2 separate regions of the Columba livia genome follow, and region 1 is linked to region 2. Evidence: chromatin contacts called from public Hi-C data. All regions are on one chromosome and are shown on one strand. The core of a region is the stretch at or near the end of the contact, and the rest is flanking DNA. Distances in the headings are between cores, read along the strand shown. Region 1 has its middle 53 kb from the start of HEPACAM2. Region 2 holds the start of CDK6 (cyclin dependent kinase 6).

Region 1 (4,148 bases), core at 122-2,621, 83 kb before region 2:
TAGTCCTATCCCTAGATATTCAAAGACAAAGGTTAAGTAGCTCTATTGCCACACTCCTCTCCTTTGCCTATGCAAAGAATGTGTCTATCAAAATGAAAGATTTTCCTCTTTTCACTGTACAGTCTATAAGTAATTCAGTGTCAAAGTATGTGGCAACAGCATATCTTTCTTCATTGTGATGACAGACCATGCCAGTCTTGTCATCAGCACCTCTTTAACTCCAGCCATCCACTTGGAGATTTGAGCATATCTCTGTAAGAGTATATGATACATGTAAAAAAATATGATTCACACTCTTTTTGTTGATATTTATTTATAATTAATGTCTACTCAATAGGAAAAAACACTTTTTTCACAAATTTGAGGTGGGCAGACACATGCACCACATGTGTTATCTGGCAATGTCTGAACTGAAATCTCAAGTCTGTTGTTTATTTCCCATGTGACATAAGGTAAGCACATTTTTGCCAGTAGTTCTATCTGTAAAATGTAACATATTAATATGTACTCAGAGTAACAGTGTAATAATAACTTCATATTTGTGTGTTAAAATTTAACAAACTCTCGCTGTCCAGTCCTCCTCCCGCCTCTGTTGGACAGAAAGAGCAGTGTTTCCATCACTCACACCTCACACTTTTATTTCAAACTGAAACTGTGTGGCTCGGGGCTTTCTACAGAACAAATACACTTCTATTTATTTCCGTGTTGTTGGATTTTTTTTCCTCACACAAATATGCGTGAGGCTTAAAAGACTCAGGGCTGAAATAAACTGAAGTATCTGTGGAATGGCAAATTAAGGCATGAGGAATTTATCAGAAACGAGCGGCAGGCATTTCAGCACGGCCGATGCCGCAGGTGATGATGCGGCCTTGCGCGGCGGGAGCCAACCCAGGTGACTCACATAAAGACGCGGCCACGAGGTTGGCGCTGGGCCCGCGGGAGCAGCCCCGGCCCGGGGGAGCGGCTGTTCCCCGGCAGCCGCCGCACGCTCCACCCCGCGGGTGCTGGACGAGAGGCGCACATGGCGGCTTTAGGGACGCGCGGAGACCCGCGTTTCCACTGAACGCAAACAGACAGAGCACGCCGGGGATATCCAGTTCTCGGCCGCAGAACTGAAACAGGGTCAGGCACCGGCCCGTGCGGGCTCCGGACACAAAATGGCAGGAGCGGCGGGAGCTGCGGCCCGCGCGCGCCTCGGGCTCCCCGCCGCGGACAGCAGGCGGCGCTGTTGATCCGCGCGCGGCGCTGCCGCCCTCCCCGCGTGAGGTCCGCGTGGGCCGCGCGCCACGGGCACGCGCGTACCCGCGAGACGCCAGCGGCCACGGGGAAGGAGCGAGGGAACAGAAGAGGCTGGGTCTCCGCGGCAAGAAACCGCTCGTCCTGCGTGAGAGGGATAAGGAATATATTGCCCACTCGTTGCGGGGGGGGGCACCTCAGAGGAAGTCCCACAGCTCTGTGGGGGAATTTCTTTAGGAGCTGCACAAGCGCAATCACAAGGAAAACCCACCTGAAGTGAGGCAGTGCCTTCCCCTTCCCCAACACCTCGCTCCCGCCTCACAACCCCCACGAGGGGAACCCTGGGCGCTGTGGTGAGGGAACCGAGCCTGTCCCAGGGTGTCCCCAGGGCCGGGGCAGTGCCGGTCCCCCTCCATCGGTGCCGCGGTTTTGGCAGATGCTGAGCAGAAGGACCAGAGACAGAAGGGGCTGCAATGAGCCACCTGGACTATGTCTGACGGCAAAACACCTGAGCCAGGATGCTACACACAGGGTCCAACCCAGGTGGCTGTGTGGCAGGAACAAGTGCGTCCTGAGTGAAAAAGATGAGAGGAGGGTGGCTGGGCTCAGCTGGACGGACTTAACCTTGATCAAGGGGAGCGAGGAGAGCCAGAACCACATGAAGTTTCTTACTTTAGGTTGATCCCAGCTTGAAGCACAACCCACCTTCCAGTGAGGGGAGTGTTGGGTGGGACAAATCAGTATTGCTTTGAGGATATTTTGCCGCTGAAAGTTTCTTCTAGTTTCCTTTTGCCTATTGGAACCACAAACCTTCAGTTTATGTAACCCATCACAAGACAACTTCTGACTTCCTCTTTGTAGGCACTTGCTTGTTCCTGGATGTTGCTTAAAAGCTCAGAGTGAAAAATATGCTCTTTCCTACTCAGCATCTATGTTCCCTGACAGGAGCTTACAGGTCCATCACTCCTTGCTGAGACAGTGCTTTAGATGCTGTGTCTAAACACAGACTGAGCCAAACTGTAGCACCAGCTTCAGTGCAGCGATGGCTGCATTGGGAGACTTCACAGCAGATGTGGGACTGAAGGAGAAAGTTGCAATAGCAGGGAATACAATAACAGTTATTAATTACTAATGAAAGTAATGAGAAGGAGTGAAAAAGAAGAAAAAGACCTGCCCTCATGCTACCTTCCTGCCTTCTTCAATGATAAATCCTGTATGTTAAGTCTTGTACCTCAGGGAACTGGTGAAAGAGCACAAACTGACTTTTTTAGTTCAGGCAGTCAAGATGGATCCATCTTATGCGTATGATGGGATGTGTGTGTTCCAATGAAACTAAACGTAGGAAGAGTCACACAAAATGCCCCAGACATGCTCAATACTATGAATACGATGTTGCATGAGTTACCACCTCATGATAGACTGATCAGTGGACTGCACAGCAGAGAAATGTAACAATTCAGATCTTTTGTAAAACTCCCATTGGCAACAGCACGTAGGAGATTTCCAGATCATAGAATCATAGGTGTATAACAATGATCAGTGTGACCACAGGAATCATTTGGGAGTTACATGTGGTATATGGTTGTGGTTTCCCAAAAGGCCAAATAGAAGGCGAATATGGAGCAGGAATAAGAGTCTTGTTAAAAGGAGAAACAAAATGGCTTTTTAAGGTCCTGCCTGATTAAGATGTTTGTAACGATCCTGCAAGTAGGGTTTCTACAAAAGAACAAGATAATTCAACTCATCTTTATGGTTAAACTTCTTCAGCCTGAAGTTGTCACGACAAGGTAAGTATCAAAAGAAAAAAAAAAATCAGCATAATAGCAAAGAGAAGTCGTATTTCTTGAGAATGACAAGGATTCTCATTCTTGAGAAGGATTTAGGGTCTATAGTGTCCTGATAAGACACATCGATGTGTGAACTTACCCTCCCAGAGCCATCCATCTCTATTATCACTGCCAGGAGATGGTCCTGTGTCAACTTTGCATCTGCATCAGTAACTCATTCTGTTCAGCCATCTGTTCCACAGACATCAAACTGTTAAGAAGCCCCAGTACAGCACAATCTAGCCCAGTAACATAGAAACAGAAAAGATCTCATTACCATTTGAATTCACAAGCTCTCCTGTGATACACATACAGTATTTTTAATATTGACATGAACATGGTAATTTGGTGAGTAAATTCCTGGTTATAACAAAGGGATTAAAATCAAACACTTCAGATGCAACAGCTATGTTCAGAGGCAAATATATTATTGAGTTAAACTAGGTTGTAAAGTTACTCACTTTGCACTCTTTAACTGAGTTAAGAAAACATTCCTGTTAACTAGGATGACTATTACATCTTGCCATTTTAACTGCTGAAGAGTTCACCACTAATTTATAGTCTGTGATAGGCATTTAAAAGCCAAGCTCTCAGAAGAAAACTATGAGAGCAGATTGTTGACAGGTTTCTGGTGCAACTTGAGGTTTCTTGTTTTGTTTTTATTTACTCAAGTCCCTATATGATAGAAACTTGGGATTTTTTATTTCAGTTGGCCATGTGTCTTTCTCAATTAATATGTCCCAAGAGCTTATAAAGTTATATCCGCCTAATTCAGTGGCTTTTGATTTTTTTTTTTTTCCTAGGTTTTGTAGCACTATAGAGCTAGGATAATTAACGGCCAGAGAACTGGCCTGTAAATCTTCAGCAGAACTGGTGCTGAAGTTTCAATAACAAAATCATTATTGTGAATGATTACTGAGCCAGAGAAAACCATTGATTGACATTCAGATTCTTAACTGAATCTGCAGATGCTGCAAAGGAAGATTTGGTGGGAGGTCTGCAAGAGGCATTGAGATGGGATCTTTCCATCACATTTTTAGAGAGCTCTCCTTTAGAGAAGCACTGCACCCCAGCATTGCTTTTGGA
Region 2 (4,163 bases), core at 1,144-3,643:
GCCATATTAACTGTGTGGTACTTCTATGGTTTAAATTCATTGTTTGATAACATGAGCATTATCATCTCCCATGGCAATCTCTACTGACATCACCACACAGAAAGGCAGATGAAATGCTTCTGAAGGACAGAACCACTACATCTATTCCCTTCCAAATATTAGGAAAATATGGGATGAAAGGGTGAGGTTGTGTTGAAGACTGCTTATTAGTAGAATGAAAAATCAGCACATTTGAGCACAGAGCTAGATGCCAGGGGACTGCAGGAATCTTCCTTCCATGTTCATCCTGAATGTGAAGCTGCACATTTACCCGGCCAAAGGACGCGGTGCCCCTCTGTCCCTTCTTGCAAACAGAGCCCAACTGGAACTAAAAGGTCCAGAAATCTTCAGGGGGAGACAGCAAAATTGAAGACTTTTGCATGTCAAGTAAGACACCTAATGATCCTGAAACCTGAGGAGGGTTTTCTGTATCAAGCTTGATACAGCTGTCTAAATTTTAGGTTAGAAAAGAAAGCAAGGAAAGCAAGAAGGAAAGTGGAAAAGCAGGAAGGAAAGCAGAAAGAGAGGGAAGGAAGGGAAGGAAGGGAAGGAAGGGAAGAAAGGGAAGGAAGGGAGGAAGGGAAGAAGGGAGGAAGGAAGGAAGGAAGGAGGGAAGGAAGGAAGGAAGGAAGGAAGGAAGGAAGGAAGGAAGGAAGGAAGGAAGGAAGGAAGGAAGGAAGGAAGGAAGGAAGGAAGGAAGGAAGGAAGGAAGGAAGGAAGGAAGGAAGGAAGGAAGGAAGGAAAGAAGGAAGGAAGGAAGGAAGGAAGGAAGGAGGGAAGGAAAAGAGAGAAAGAAAGAAAGAAAGAGAAAACAGACACATTTAAGAAAATAAAAAATGTTGCACAAATAGAAGGAGGTAGTATATGTACATGTGAAACAAATAACATGATGTGATTTTTTCACATCCTTTTTTTTTTTTTTTTAATCTGTATATTTGAATCTTTGATACTTTCATATTGAGAGGTTTATGGGGTTTGCCATTCACTTCAGCATCTTTTTTCTGATAAATCGTGGGCTTCAGAGGTTGTTGAGGAATTTCTGCAATTTAAACTAAAATGTATTATGAGCATAAATTAAGTTCTTATAAAGTATGCAAGGTCTCCTGCGAACATCCACATGCCAGTGGCCGTTTCCTTGAAGGTGTGAATGGTACCATCTCCCTTTTCTCCAAGAGAAATGAGATGTCTCTCTCTGCTCTCAGCCACTGTCCCATCACCAGCCCATCGGGTGAAGGGCATGTGGAATTGCTGGGGCCGATTTTGAAGGAAGGAAAAGAAATTTTATTTAAGCTATAGGATTTCATCTATGCTTGCTAGCACTGCGAGTCCAGATAAAGCATTTACATTATATCCTGCTGATATTAATTCTTTTAATTTGTACAGTACTATAGCCTTTTTTTAGTTATTCCAAACCAGCATATGATACCAAGTTCTTGACACACACTTTTTGAGTTACAAATCCACTTAGTTATATTACACTTTCCATTGTAAGAGGGGATCTGGGTCCACTCTCTGACAGTTAAACCACCATAAGAGCTCTTTCTGGAGCTCAACTGTAATCACCCTTGAGGTCCTGGAAAGCATGTGCTGGAGGGTCCCAGGTAGGAGAACTGGGAATTAGGCACTCCAGGTGTGTTTTACACGGAGCAGATTGGCAACTGTCTTGTGATTTATTTTTTTTCTTTTCTGCGGTGAATTTCAGTGTTTGTAGGAATCGGGTCCATACAAAATGTTGTCCACGCCACAGAACGGGCAGACGACGTGCCCAGCTTCCCCGCACACCCTGCCCTCCTCGCCCCCGTGCCCCAGGCACCTCCAGCTGCAAGCCTGTCGGGGCAAAGACTTCGCGGGGGGGGGGGGGGTGGAGGGGTGGGTGTTCTTCAGCAACGAAGTTTCTTGAGGCTTCCTGAAAGCATTCATGGGCGCTTACTTCCTGTCGGAGCTCTGCGCCCTGTGAATGGAGAGTTGGAAAAAAAAAAAAAAAAAAAAAAAAAGGAACAGAAAAATCCGCGTTTTCCTGGAGGAAAAAAAAATCATTATTTCCCTGGAAGGGAAAAAAAAAATCACACCAGCTCCCCCCACCCCCAAAGAAAAAAGAAAAGAGGGGGTTATTTCCCAGCGCCGTGCACACTAAGCCCTAGGAATGAGTCAGGCTTCTCAGTGCTGCCGCAGCCGGCTGAGCCCGCGGCCGTGCAGCGCCGAGCAGGGCGGCGGGGCCGGGGCCGGGGCCGGGGCCGGGCCCTGCCGGGACCCCCCGGGGCGCCTCGCCCCGGGCCCTGCCTGGCCGCGGCGCTCGCGGCGACCCTTGCGGTATGCGGCTGCCTTTGGCAGAGGCACATGAAGGATTTCATTGAGTGTGAAGACAGAGAGCAGAGACAGAAAGCAGAAGGAGGCGGCTGCAGCCTTTGTAGTCGGAGAGGAATGCGGAAATGTTGAAGCACTGTGTCAAACTTTTTTGAAACGGGGTCAAGTCACATTCAGCCAGCGTGGGAAAGCAAGGGGAAAAAAAAAGTTGAGGAGAGGGAAAAAAAAAAAAAAGGCAGCAAGCTGCTGCTGCTCCCAGGCTGAACAGAGGCCGAGGGAGAGAGCGAGGAGAGGCACCGCAGCGCCGGGGGCGGCGGCGGAGCAGCGGCAGCGCCGAGGGCCGGTGCCCGAGCCCCGCACCGGCAGGCTGCAGCCGGCGGGGCTGCGGTCGCGGCGCTGCTGCTCCCCAGGGGCCGCCGGCCGCGATTTTTATTTCGCGTTTTCATTTTCCCCGGACAGGGTGGGGGCGGGAGGAACGGGCTGGGAGACGAGTGCGAGCTGCCTTCTGCGCCAAGGTGCAGCCCGGCGGCGGCAGGAGGATGCGAGCCGAGAGCGGCCGAGCCGCGGAGCAGCTACCTGTGTGGCCCGGGCGGCCGCTGCCGGGACCTGCCGGAGACATCGCCATGTGAATGGGCAGACCCCGGGCCGGCTCTCCACCCCGCCTTGCTCAATGGGAGGTTTGTTTTAGGGAGGACTCACCCCCTCCTTTCCCAACCCCCCCCCCCCCCCCCCCCCGGGGCTGAGGATTATTTGGGGATCTGGTGGCGGTGGAGGCGGCCGTGGCGCACACCAGGTAACGCGGGGCGCCCATGTGCTCCGCGCACCCGGCCCAGCGGCGTGGCCCATACGCTGCTCCCCGCCTGGCCCGGGGAGCCCACGCCGCGCACTCCCCGGAGGACGGCACCGCGGACGCGTCCCTCCGGCGGCCGGGGCCGGGGCAGATCGCCCCGCGGTGCCGCCGCACCCCCCTCGGTGTCGGCGTGGGGGCGCCCCCCGTGCCGGTGGCCGCAGGGAGGGGGCTGCCCTCCCGGGGAGCCGCCGCGGGGATTCCCTCAGCGCCCTACCGGAGCAGCCGAGCCGGGTCCCCCCCCACCCCGTACCCTGAAGGGGAAGCGGGGGAACGCGGTTCCCCGCGTGTCCCCCGCCGCCACCCCACGCCGCGTGCGAGGTGCCCGCGGAGGGGATGTCGGTGCCGAGGCGGGGGGTGGGGGCCGGGGTCTGCCTCCGCTATCCTGCCGTGCCTGGGGAGGGCGAGCGGTAACTTTCCGCCCGGTGCAGCTGCCGCGCCGAGCCAGGCCCGCCACCCCCGCGGCCACGCACAGCCGCCTCGCCACTGCCCGCCGCCGGGGGGCGCCCTCCGCAGCGGCGTGGGGCGGTGCGGGCCGGGCCGGGGCGGAGCGGGGCGGCCGGGGCTTCGGGGCAGGTGCCCCCGCGGCGGCGGGCGAGGCGCGGCCGCCCGGTGATGCTGCGGGCGCGGCGGGGGGCGCGGGGTCCCCCGCTGGATGGGGCGGGGCGGTGGCAGCTCTGGAGGTGGCAGCTGAAAGCGGTGGGGCAGGGTGGTGCCTCCGGCTGAAGCCGGGGAAAAGTGATGAGCAGCGGGTACAGTTTTCCTTCAGGCTGCTTTTCATCTGCAGCCGAAATGTAAGATCAGCATAAATGTAAAGAACTACCTCTGGCTTTATGCGTGGGTTGGAGTTGGGGGCCCCCGACTGAGCTATCTGGGGGAATTTAATCCTAGCATGGTAAAAATATGGTGTGGAAGAGCGTTACAGTCCTGGAGGTCACAATATCATTGCAGTAAAAAGGGGCAAGGGGAAAGG

The links. A called contact is a pair of places that touch in the nucleus more often than the background predicts.
Region 1: a contact with region 2 is called in a Hi-C map of crop, with 4 times the contacts expected there. The contact joins the enhancer-like site here to the promoter of CDK6 in region 2. A contact is called at or near these places in 2 of 2 Hi-C or Micro-C datasets (crop and liver).

What each region holds. Positions count from the first base shown.
Region 1 is chr2:25,797,559-25,801,706 of bColLiv1.pat.W.v2, reverse strand. No RefSeq gene overlaps it. Among named protein-coding and RNA genes, the nearest start is that of HEPACAM2, 53 kb to the left of the region's middle. Within about 2 kb of position 1,371, at least 2 of the 3 cell types and tissues checked have an H3K27ac peak away from gene starts, as active enhancers do.
Region 2 is chr2:25,715,917-25,720,079 of bColLiv1.pat.W.v2, reverse strand. CDK6 (cyclin dependent kinase 6) reads left to right here and starts at 2,393. Exons shown (of 9, transcript XM_065051073.1): 1 at 2,393-3,020.